2 separate regions of the Gadus morhua genome follow, and region 2 is linked to region 1. A link is a contact called in public Hi-C data. All regions are on one chromosome and are shown on one strand. Each heading gives the region's core, a stretch centred on a gene start, on an enhancer-like site or on the middle of the called end of the contact. The rest is flanking DNA. Distances are from core to core; before and after follow the strand shown. Region 1 holds the start of dhrs9 (dehydrogenase/reductase (SDR family) member 9). Region 2 holds the start of xirp2a (xin actin binding repeat containing 2a).

The links. Hi-C and Micro-C count contacts between places; a contact is called where the count stands out from the background.
Region 2: a Hi-C map of heart shows a contact between it and region 1, with 4 times the contacts expected there. The contact joins the promoter of xirp2a here to the promoter of dhrs9 in region 1. A contact is called at or near these places in 4 of 6 Hi-C or Micro-C datasets (blood, gill, gonad and 1 more).

The regions. Positions count from the first base shown.
Region 1 is chr4:31,638,871-31,645,390 of gadMor3.0, forward strand. dhrs9 (dehydrogenase/reductase (SDR family) member 9) reads right to left here and starts at 4,670. Exons shown (of 5, transcript XM_030353647.1): 1 at 4,524-4,670; 2 at 2,445-2,759; 3 at 1,689-1,947. The coding sequence starts at 2,757.
Region 2 is chr4:31,923,637-31,930,165 of gadMor3.0, forward strand. xirp2a (xin actin binding repeat containing 2a) reads right to left here and starts at 3,203. Exons shown (of 10, transcript XM_030353403.1): 1 at 2,727-3,203. The coding sequence starts at 2,924.

The DNA.
Region 1 (6,520 bases), core at 3,420-5,919:
CACATGTTGAGACAGTTCAAATGTGTCCAAAATGGTACACGTCACCAGTTAAAACTAGACAGTCAAAGTCTGTGGAGATGCTAGACAATAATTCTGTGAAGTCATCGAAAGAATTTGTAGAGTATGTGGGTGGCCTGTAAATAATTAAAAGGAGAACTCTGGGGGAGCATTTCAATACAGCACAAAGGTATTCGAATGATGGAAAATCACCAAATAACATCTGTTTCCCCTGAAAAACATTTTTAAATATAGCAGCAACCCCTCCACCTCTTTTTCAAGATCTACATGCGTCAAAAAAGTTATAGTTGGGAGGAGCTGTCTCTATCAGAACGGTTGCACTGTTATTTTGTTCCAGCCATGTTTCAGTTAAAAACATAAAATCCAGTTTAGAGGTGGTAATAAAATCATCAACTAAAAATGATTTGTTATTAAGAGACCTAACATTAAGTAGACCCATCCTGATGGTGTTGTTGATAGGCTTTAAGGTTGTTTTTGGTTTGTAGGCAATATGTATGAGATTTGTGAGGTTAGCAGTGTGTTTAAGTTTCCCTTTGTTTACTCTTAGTGGTTACAGCAGGAATGCAAAAGTTGCCATGTTTTGACGTAGGCAACCTTGGGTTCAGCAGATTATGCAAAACTTCCTTTATACTGTGTCTACGGCTGAACCCTTTTTTGTCTCAGTAGGCTAATACTCAGGACTACTATTAGTAGCAATCTGAACACAGCACCAAGGGACGAGGAGGTAAAACTGTCTGGAGATTTATGGAGCCTTTGAAACTGTATCAGACCCGGGATAGTTCTGTGTAGCCGCCACAGGAAGTGCTTTGGATGTTTTTACTCGGATTATCTTGATTAGGGGTCGGCAATCTTTTCTTTGTAAAGGGCCATTTATGGTTAGAAATGGGTGTGGATAGCTGTCTGGAGCCTCCTAAATTTTTTTTGTAATAGGCTATTTAGCTACTTTAGCAATTAAATAGCCTGTATAGGCATATTCAACTTTTGAGTCTAACCCTTTCTTTAGTGGGGGGGGGGACTATGTATGACGTCATAAAAAAGGCTTTATACGTTCAAACAGCTAATCTAATATGCTACTTCTTGTCCCCTCAAATGGTTATTAGGATGGGGGAGGCATGAAATGGTTTTGAAAAGCAGTTTCTGTGATTTTCCAGGATATTACAGCTAATTATATCTGTAGTTCAGCCATTTTGGATTAACTGACACACATGTTAGCAGATGTTATTTGATTTGATCCTGATGAGACCATTTGGGATGTATTCAAACAATGCTCGCTAAGTGTGTGTGATCCCGTTTCTCACAAATCCCATTAATATCTAATATATCTATTATAGATTCACACCTAAAGTCTGTTGGCAGACAAGCTGAAATTGTTCAGATCAATAATGAGGCTAGAGGCAGGGATCTCTGCCAACAGTAGTACACAGTTGTCAATGGCAAATTGGCTAACAAAAGAAACCATCAGAAATAGAGGCTAGAGAGTAAAAGAGAAAATCGGGCTGACAATTAACGAATATAATTGCTTCGAGGAATTAGAACATAGAATCGAACAAATTAAACAAAAATGGCTAAGAATTGCTAACGTGAATTAGCGAAAGATTTACCACTTCGAAACTTCGGTAAAAAGCGGACTTTGTGAACTCTCTTTTTTGCGGCGGCTGCTATGCTCCAACCTGAGGCTGTCGGTGAAGGACTCCACGGCGTACTTAGAGATGCAGTAGGCACCGGAGCAGGCACTGACTCTGCCGAACACGCTGGCCACGTTCACCACCCGGCCTCGGGACTTCTTGATGAGCGGCAGCACGCTCAGCGTCACGGCGACCACCCCGTCTATGTTGACCTCCATCATGCCCTTGTAGTCCTCGAAGGTCAGCCAATCCCATGGCGAAGACGGCGTGGCCACCCCGGCGTTGTTGACCACCGCCCACAGGCCTGAGGAACACACACACACACACACACACACACACACACACACACACACACACACACACACACACACACACACACACACACACACACACACACACACACACACACACACACACACACACACACACACTAACTTTTGTAGAACTGTAAGATCGAGGTTCCAGGAGTATTAATTTTCTGTTTCAAAAAAGGTGTTTCTGAACCACAGTGGGCCCAAGGGCCAGGTTTTCACACAAGCCATGGACAGAAACCACAACAGGGGGCAAGCCCTGGTGGCTCACCCGGGCTCAGTACTGAACACAGTGACCCGGGTTCAAATCCTGTCCGTAGTCATTTGTTGCATGTCCTCCCCTCCATCTCCCATACCTTCCTCTCTATCTCACTCTATAATAAATCATAAAAATGTCGAAAAAATATATCTTAAAAAAAAGAAACCACAACACAGGGTTTCCTGCCGCTATAAAGTGCTGTGGGAAACCCTGCCACGGAACCCAACGCACCGCGCTCTCCCACTTTGGCCTTGATCATGGCGGCCACCTTGGCGATGCTCTCCTGGCTGCGGACGTTGAGGTGCGCCGTGGTCATCCTGGAGGAGCAGCGCTTACGCAGGTCCTCCTCGCCCTTCTCCGTGAAGCAGCCGGCGATCACGCTGAAGCCCAGCGAGTCCAGGTGGCCCGCCAGCATGTTGCCGAAGCCCGAGTCGCAGCCCGTGATGTACACGTGCTTGGTGGCCTTGTCGCCCACGCGGGCCAACTCCCGCAGCCAGCGGTACAGGTAGTAGACGACGACCGCGCCCAGGACGTACAGGTACATGCCTGAACCGCCCAAGAAACAAGGGAGATCGGACACACAGAGGACACACAGATAGTTATTTTATTATTTTACATTTTTTACATTTCACATTTTTGGTGGGAGATTTTTAAATGTGACATATTATACCACCGGGTGTCTGTGTGATTAGCCGTTACAAGACGTTTTGAAAAATCTGGCTCTTCTGATGTCACAAGTGAGCATGTCAACCTAGATGTGTGCTGGATAGATAAGTCTACAAGCCTGTTGGATAGATCAGTCTACAAGCCTGGCAACGTTTGCTACAGTCAAACGTTGCTTATCAGGTGGGCGTCGCCCACGTGATGTCAGAAGAGGACGATTTTTTGAAAACGGCTTGTAACGGCTAATCACACAGACACCCGGTGGTATAATATGTCACATTTAAAAATCTCCCACCAAAAATGTAAAACACACCCACAGCTGTTGGTATAATAGGTTAGCTTTAAATCCCAATTTCTTTTTCACTTTCGTTAAAAACCAGCTCACTACAGAATCGTTTGTCTCAGGTTATATAGGCTGAGAGTGGTTTACTGTATCAATGACAATAGACAAAGATTAAAAACGCAACAGACACCAAACGACCAAACAAAACCAACATTGCACACAATGTTCAAATATTTACGTGGTCCATGAAGATAGGACATTGCTTGACATAAAGCTCTACTGGGGAACAGGCCCACTGTTAGTTAATTGGTACTTGCATGCCGGCTGTGTGTAGGAAATCTGTACATAAATCTATCCTACACAATTATCTATTTGAACACCCTTTACCCCATCCCACTAATACTGCCAATATCATACAACTGCTGCTGAAACTGCAACAACTACTTTTAGTTGGGGTATAAAATGTTAGCTTGCTGTGTTTCACATGTCTAACATGGTTCCATTACTACTGTGGCCCACTGCAAGAGAAGGTTCTGTAGTGTCTGTTCTAGCTAATTGAGGGTTAGGGTTAGGGTCAGATTATTTTATCTCTTGTCTTCACAAGTGCCAGGAAGGTAAGCTGTCATCAAAACCTTGAACCTTGGCCACAATCTTTTCTCGTTATCTAGTTCTCCCTCACACACACACACACACACACACACATATATATTTATGTGTGTATATATTTGTATGTGTGTGTGTGTATATACACACACACACACACACACACACAAATACAGATATCAATCACACACAAATACAGATATCAAACACACACACACACACACACACACACACACACACACACACACACACACACACACACACACACACACACACACACACACACTTGCTCCAAAGCTCTCAAAATGTCCCAGAAAACTCACAGACCTACTTCATACCCTGCTGTTATTTTTTTGAACCTGCTGTAGGGAGTAGATAAAGTAGATATAGTAGGGAGTAAACAGAGTGCAGGCCTTGCTGCTGCCATCCAGGTCTGTGTCTAGCGCACTGTACTGGATCCACACAGGACTGAACCATGCAGTAAATAGAGAAAGGCTTTACTAAAAAATCTCATCATCAGTCTTGGTTTCGCCTAAACGTTCACAACTCGTTCAATAACCGTTTTTAATATGTCTTAATAGGCGTCTATCCATATATCTAGGAACGGTAGGCGGCATATAGGCCAATATATTGACCGCCAGCAATGCCTACATCTTGTCAAAAAAGTTACAAATGAATAATACTAATAACAAAAACATTGATTATTATTTCCGTCACACAGAAATACAAAACAGACGGTGCAGTGAAAAGAAAATGCTTACTTTCTGCTGAGTTAAAGCCTCCAGTCTTCAAGCTGAGGGAGATTTGAACCCAACGATCACAGCTGCAAATTCACGTGTGTGTGGAGCGGAAAGTAGCGCTCCTTACTCTGTAGGGAAAGGGTTACACGGGGCGGTGCCATGGGGCGGTGCACTTTCTCTTGGTTCGTGTTTGTTTCCACCAATCCCGAGGCTGGAGCCCGGATAGTATCCTGTGAATAAATGCTCTGACAAGGTATACGAAACTGGATTGGTCTGATGGTGTTGAAAGGCCACGATGGGGCTAAATTGGAAACCTAAAACGTGTTAAGGTTATTTAGAAAAATGTGAGTTGGATGCTTGAGCAAAACGTAAAAGAAACTAACTAATAACTTACTATTTTAAAGGAGTGAAGTGTACACCAGGTGGCAGCAACGTTGCAGATATCGGACTTCTTTGTATACTCTGAACGCACCACACGACAGCCCTTCTCTGTTCATGCCCTTTGACACCAATTCGATCTCATTCCAAATATTGTCGGCCAATTATTAATCCTTTGTTGGCTGCAACGCTTTGATATAATTTGGTTCAGTGGCCATTTAACAGATTAGACATGAAATTCCAAAGCAAATACACTGTGAACTAGGCCTCAAAAGGGCCAACTCAACCAGTGCTGTTTATTTGTCAGCACATGCACTTGTTCATGCTCTATTTGTGCGTGCATGTGTGCGCGCTTGCGTGCGTACCTGTATGTGCGTGTGCGTGTGTCCGTGTGTGTGTGTGTGTGTGTGTGTGTGTGTGTGTGTGTGTGTGTGTGTGTGTGTCCGTGTGTGTGTGTGTGTGTGTGTGTGTGTGTGTGTGTGTGTGTGTGTGTGTGTGTGTGTGTGTGTGTGTGTGTGCATGTGTGTGTCCACTATGGGGGGCAATCAGGGCCTACATTTGTAAATATAAAAAATTCAACATCACACGTGGATCTCCATTATACTATGGATTTAGCTTGTGCTGGTAAACATCACTTTAACTGTATTATTTTACCCCCAAGAATGATACACTCCAGGCGTAAAGGAAAAAATATTAATTCCAGTATTTTAGTTGATGCAATTAAAAACTCCCAACTTCAGCACTTTTGCTTGCAATCGTTAAACTTTTCACTCCTCTCCGCATGTTTTCTAATCATGATCTTGTGAGATTGATGTGGTTCCCAGGCTACCTGCTTTCTAGAGTTACCTTTTTCTTATCCCTATGTTTAACATAATGTACTTCCCTCCGTTCCTATAACGTCCCACTTAAAGTGGCTTTGAACATTTGTAACACTGCCCCGACCATGGATAAGAGTTAAAACCAGGGCCGGCTCTAGCCATTATGGTGCCCGAGGCGAGATCAGGTGCTGCCCCTCTAGGGGCGTAGGTAGCATTAAAGGTTATCAGTGGCTCAAAATTATTTTACCGACACATTCAGGGTCACTACACTGGTGATAAGGCAGAAGTGCTGCCTTATCACCACCAACTCATTCTCAGTAAAAATATAGACAAAAAACATCACAAAGGTTTCAGACAAAATCGATTTTTAAATTTTTATAAATAAAAATATTTCTCAAACAAACTTTATCATTAACAAATATGTGAACAAAAGCGCTATTAAAGCTCCACAAAATAAACTTCTGCGATAAACAAGTAGAATGATGTAGCAGTAAGAAAAATACACTGTTCATTTATTAAAAATTATTTCCTGTTTCCTCATGAAATATTTATAGTTCAGGTTTGACCCAATTATTAAGTCAGACAGTCCTAGTCAAAGAAAATATTATTTGCTTCAATAACATGTGTTTAAAAGGTGCTTTGTAGAATATAGTAGAGATCAGGTGTCCCTTCTCCAGCAGCTGGGGGCTTCTGCAGTTATTTCCTCATTGGATCTGGAAAGTTGTTGAGTAGATGAAGTAAGCCAAGCTAAAAGCAAGCAAAAACATGTAGCTCCTGCTGCAGAGTAGCTATAAGTTATAGACTAGATGAAGTAAGCCAAGC
Region 2 (6,529 bases), core at 1,953-4,452, 280 kb after region 1:
TTCTCTTTCTATGCACAAAATGTTTCGCTCTCTCCACTCCCTCTTTCTTTCCACATCCCCTGTCCAACTCTCTCTCTCTCTCTCTCTCTCTCTCTCTCTCTCTCTCTCTCTCTCTCTCTCTCTCTCTCTCTCTCTCTCCCAGGGCTGCCAAACATGGCCTATGTGCCAATTACAGGGATATTTATAACATTACACTCAACCATGCAGTGTAGTTCCTCCAAATAATCCTGAAATAACGGGTTGTCCAGTGTCCACATCTGCCAGTCAGTGCACCGCCACTCAAATGTGTGTATGGCTGTGGCCGACGCTCTGACAACAAAAAACTACAGATCCCACAATGCATCCGCAATTCACCTACTAGCAGTAGTAGGTAAATAGTTTATTCATGATCTACTTAACTCGCAGTTCAGTCATTTGTCCTACTTCTGCTACTTATAATACTCATTAAAGTCGTGGACAACAGGACTGAAACAACGTTGCTTCATTCACCTGCACTGTCCATGTGAGTGTACTTAAGTAATTCGCTAAGTGGGAAAGAGGGAAAGCAGACTCCAATCATCACTGAAGTGAGAAGGAAATCGATTGACATGAGGTTGCAATGGACTTGATTGAACATAATTTCCCGATGCTTAATGCACACCTTGATAACCTCAATTAACATAATTAAAAGTGAATCCCAGATTGCTATTGTGCATTTTTTTAGCATTAGCAATTCAGCTATTTAACAATTAATTAATAATCAGCTTGGCCCCTGACACTGAAAAACCGAGCGGGCAGTTGATCTGAGTTGAGTAGAGTTCAGCTGGTTTGACCGTTGACCCCTCTATCCGGGGAGGAACTTGGGAACTAGTTCAAAACCCTGAAATAGATTTTTCTTCCATGGCTAGAGACAGAGAGAGAGAGAGAGAGAGAGAGAGAGAGAGAGAGAGAGAGAGAGAGAGAGAGAGAGAGAGAGAGAGAGAGAGAGAAACAAAATATACTGATATAGAGAGCGGGAGAGGGATATTGATAGAGAGGGAGAATGAGAGAGAGGGAGAATGAGAGAGAGAGAGAGAGAGAGAGAGAGAGAGAGAGAGAGAGAGAGAGAGAGAGAGAGAGAGAGCAAGATAGAGAGAGCAGAGAGAAAGAAAGAGAGTATTCCAGTGATTCCTGGTAAACTTTTTGAGTGTCTCCTGCTGATGTAGCGCCAGACTCAGCTCCCCATCACAGGCTTCTGGTTCAATAGGAGAGAGCAGAATATCTCTCTGGAACGACCCCATTACCGACTCCGACAGGCTTACATTTTCCTTCTGGAGAGGCCAATTCCCAACCGGAAAAAAGGAAAAACCCAGTTGAAAAAAAAGTAACAAGGCAAAAAGCCAAGGAGAGGAGGAGTTTGACTGTGACCTTCAGCCACCAGCAAGAGAAAAGGGCCAAGTCAGCGATTTGAACCCAACCGGAAAACTAAAAAAGAAACAAACCGGGAGCTGTAATCATAGCTCTGCTGCCGACCGAGTTACAAACACGCTACCGTATCCACGGCAACACCACAGGCAGTTTAACCTGCGTCTTTCGGAAAAAAATTGAAAACTGATTTTGCACACAAAACTATTTCTTAGCTTCAAGGTCCAGCACCCATTGCCTACGGTATAGGGATTCAAAAGGTTTCATATTCACAAATGTATTGCACACACACACATAGACATGCACACGCACACACACACAGGCACAGCCTCACAGTGTCGCATTGCATAGGAAAGTTGAGATCACCACCCACACACGAACACACACACACACACACACATACACAATCCCCTCCCCCCCCCCCCCCCACACACACACAAGCCATTGAATGAACTGAAGGTAAAGGTCCAGCAGTTCATGAATATTTCAATATATTGAAAATCTGATAAATGCCCCAACAGTGTTAAAAATGCAGTCAAACCTCAGCCAGTGGAAAATATACCACCAGAGAGGTGTAGTTAACGATCGGTTAGCTACATTGACAGTTTATTTTGACCCAGGTGGTGCCATGGCTGTGTTCCAGCTCATTGGAAATGTGAAAGTTCAAAATGAAATGTGTGCCATCTCAGCTGATGCATAGATGTTGTGTGAGAGCTCATGAGAAAATTAAAAGTTCCTGAAATGAAAGCTCAGGAAATAAACATTTGGTGACATATTATTTAAGAAAATAAACATGATAAACATTTGTGACATGTCATTTAAGAAAATAAACGTTGTAAACATTCGGTGACACGTAATTTAAGAAAATAAAAGTTGTATTCTTATCTCGTCTTAAGAAAAGAAAGATTCTGCACTATTCAATGTCCGAATACTAAAAACGGTGACATTTCCTTGAAGACACTACACTGACACCTCGGTCTAAGAAAAAAAAGGTTCTGCGACACATGAGAAAATAAATGTTCTGTGACACGTCATCGAAGAAACGAAAAAGAGAGTTCTCTGACATGTCGTTTAGGAAAGTAAACCTTCCCTTCAACCTCATTTTAAGAAAATAAAAGTTCACAAGCAATTCATCAAAATTCCATTCTGTCTCATCTGCAGAGCCGGTGCCAGTCGGGCCGGATCAAACAGCAACTCTTAAAGCACTCTAAAACACTACATAAATCAATAATAACAGTAAAATAAACCTGACCTTACACAACCACCTTTCCAGCCTTCCAGCGGAGAACCAAGGAGCCGACTCAGCAAAGTAAAAGTCCCGTGGGAGCGGGCGCCCTACTCACTGCGGAGGAGGCCGGCGTCTCGAACACCCTGCGCAGGTCTTTCAGTCGCACGTCGAAGCGCTCGCTGCTTTTGGCCTCCGTTGCCGTGGCTGCGGCTCCGGGTCCAGGGGGGCGACAGGAAGTGGAGCGCGGGGTCAGTGACACGCCGCTTCCCCCCCCGGCCTCCGCCTCGTCTCCGTTTCCTGATTGAGTTTCCATTGTTGTCGGGACGCGTATCTCCTTTCCCTCCACGTTCGCTTCTCGCTCCCCTTAGCTCACCCTGTCTCTCTCTCTCTCTCTCTCTCACTTAATTCTGGTGTCTCTCTACCCTCGTCTTGCCCTCTCTCCCTTTCTCTCTCTCCGTCTCTTGTGATTACACAAGCAGTTAAATCAGCCAACTCTCTCTCTCACCCCTTGTTACCTCCTGTCTCTCCTTCTTGTGGTCTTTACACACACAAGCAGTTAACTCAGCAGTCTCCCCCCTCTCTCTCTCTCTCTCTCTCTCTCTCTCTCTCTCTCTCTCTCTCTCTCTCTCTCTCTCTCTCTCTCTCTCTCTCTCTCTCTCTCTCTCTCTCTCTCTCTCTCTCTCTCTCTCTCTCTCTCTCTCAGCTCAGAAGGCTCGAATCTAAAAGATTCACAGGTGGTTAAAGAGAATTCAAGAAAGAGAGAAAGAAGGAATGGAAAGAGTAATGGTAAGAAAGTGGTCAGAGAAGAGTGCTCTCTCACGCTCTCTGTGTGCAGACATGGGAAGAGGAGGAGAAGAGAAGGAAAGCTGGAGGAGGGAAAATAAGCTTTAGCCCTCCCTTTGCACACACACACACACACACACACACACACACACACACACACACACACACACACACACACACACACACACACATATAAACAACTGACACATGCCTCCTCAATATCCACTCACTCTCAAAGAGAAAGAGAGGAACGGACAAATAAAGACACTTAACAAAGACAAAAAAGCGGAAGGGAGAAGGAAAACTGAATAAACAAGAACCACACCAGCCCAGCCGAGGCAGGTCTGAGTCAGTTTCGGAGCCACCGGCTAACAGTGCAATTCCCAGCGCAGGAAGCCAGACAAAAGCCCTGATGCCGTCCGGGAAGGGGAGCGGAGTCTGATTTGAAACCCCCTCCCCCACTCCCACATCGCCTGTTCTGCAATCACTCCGTCGCTCGCAGTCACTTTCAGACTTGTTTAGGGAGAATCTCATTATCCAATAAAGCCTGTGAATCACCACGGGCCTAACGAACGCTGATCCCTGCCGGCTTGGGGAGTCGCCATGACTACAGATCCATAATTTTTCGTATTGTTCACCGGTGAACCGCCGCTGTCACCGCCCGCAGACAGCGAATTCCCTGGCGATCGTTTTTTTCCCCCCCGCTCTGTGTGCCAACGAGGAAGGACAGGAAGTTGGTTTGAATTGGCACATTAATTATGCTGGTTTCCTGTTTGGGTATCCACACACTCTCGCTTTCCATCTTCCTGTCGCCGTTTGACTGCTTGTTCTCACAGTGTGTGGCATTCTCTCACGGTGAGAATGTCCTTGAGTTTTCCCTGTGTTTGTGTTTTTATTTGTTTTTATGCGTGTGTGTCTGTGTGTTTGTTTATGTGGGTATGTGTTTGTTTGTGTGTGAGTTTGTGCTTTTTTAACAAGTTTGAGGGGAAAACAAAGATGTGCCAAACCACGGTAGAGAGAGTGAGCAGAGAGAGAGAGTGAGCAGAGATAGAGAGAGTAACAGTTAGCAGACAGAGAGAGAGAGAGAGAGCGAGAGAGAGAGAATAAGCAGTGAGAGAGAGAGAGAGAGAGAGAGAGAGAGAGAGAGAGAGAGAGAGAGAGAGAGAGAGAGAGAGAGAGAGAGAGAGTTAGCAGAAAGAGAGAGAGAGAGACAGAAAGAGAGAGACAGAGAGAAAGGAGAGTGAGAGAGAGACGGAGGGAGAGAGAGAGAGAGAGAGACGAGAGAGAAGCTGAGAGAAAGGAAAGAGAGAGAGAGACAGAGAGATATATTGGTGTCTGGAAAAGACAGCGCTGAGAGCTGAGATCGAGCATTGATAGATACTTACTGCGAGCCTCGCAGCCATGAATGACAGAATGAGGAGAAAAGAAAAAAAACAAGAGCGAGAGAGCGAGAAGGACAGGGAAACAGGGCCTGAAACAGAGGCGTTGACGGATCGCTATTCAACAGCAATTGGTTTCTTGGATGGCTGTAAATCCGAAACGAGCGGGTCCTAATGAATGGCCTGCTGATAGGAGCCCACTCCGAAGGCCGGGGCAGTGGACACGGCGGTGGATGCATAATTAAGAGGGCGCCATGGTTACAGTACACCTGCGAGAGAGTCACTTTCAGTTGGCTCTAGTGTTTGGGTCAATGCTTATTTTATCGGATCCGAGGGGTGAGGTAACTCGCCTGCGGATCCGATGTTCGCTCCGTTACACAACACCTCGCGGACCTGCATCCTGTTCTGCTAATGAGATTCACAACCGCGTCTCTCTCCCGGTTCTAATTAGAATGTCTCTGAGGTTCTTTGGCTCTATATTTAGCGAAACATATTAATGCACCTTGATATGCACATATGGCAGCCGGATAGGCATACAGTTAGCGTACGCGCATACACACACAAACACACACACACAAACAGACGCACAAACACACACACGCATGATTTAAGCTAAGGCAACACTAGACTGAACAAAAAAACACACCGTTGTCATTTAAATTCTCAATCAACAGTAAAATGCTGTGTTCACAAATTCGGTGCCTGCCTTCTCTCACGCACATGCCTAGACCACTATAGCCCACACTCACGGCCTGAACAACTTGACAAATTAATCAGAGTAATAACCATGGCAGTAGCAGCAACATATGGTCTTTCTGGATGGAGTCTGTCAAGATGAAAACAAGTAAAGTGAAACAGGAAGAAAACCATGCAGAAAACACAGTTAAGTAATTAGGACAGGTGGATCCAATCATGGTAACGAGTTTGCTTCAGGCACTAGCGGTTTACACCTGTTTGTTTGTTTAAATCAGACTACAGCTAATGGGATAACTGTTTCATATTGGGGTACCAGGTCATAGTAGGGTATCCTGGGTGTAAGGGGGTTCTAGGTCATAGGGGTACCCTAATCGTTAGGGTGTACAAGTTGCTAGTGGGGTTCCCTGGTCGTTAGGGCGTACTAGGTCCTAGTGGGGATACCCTGGTTGATTTTATGTTCAAGGTCATAGTCAGGGTAACATTCGTCCAAAGGTTGAAATCTGCGAAGAGTTTCTGATTTCTGGTCACTTATTTCCATGTAGGCTATTTCCATTTGGTCCAAAAGGGCTTCTATGCTTCTGAGCATTTCCCTCCTAACCTCAGAAAAATAAGGATTATGAATAGGAGGATTACCTCCTATTCAGAAGCATATCGTGCTACTATTTTGAATGACAAAAACAAAGCTAATTATATACTCAACAGCAGCAACTGCAACAGACTGAGCATCATGTATTTTTACATGTTGCTGTATAGAGTACACTCAACTAGACACGTTGCACCATTGGCCCAAAGTTTCCACAAGTGGTCCCAAAAACGAGGATTTTACATTTATTAGATTGTTTTCAATTTCAAAATTAATTTAAAGGTAAAATATTATTCAATCAGTTAAAATACTTTTTTTTTTAAAAGATCTTTTGAACAATACGAAGGTTTGTTTGGAACGTAGATTTTGTATCTCATTAATAATCCACTAGCAGTAAATCAAATAAATGTAATGTGTTATGAAAAAATATATTATTTATTGTAGAGGCAGTAGGCCTAAAAACACTACAGACACTTA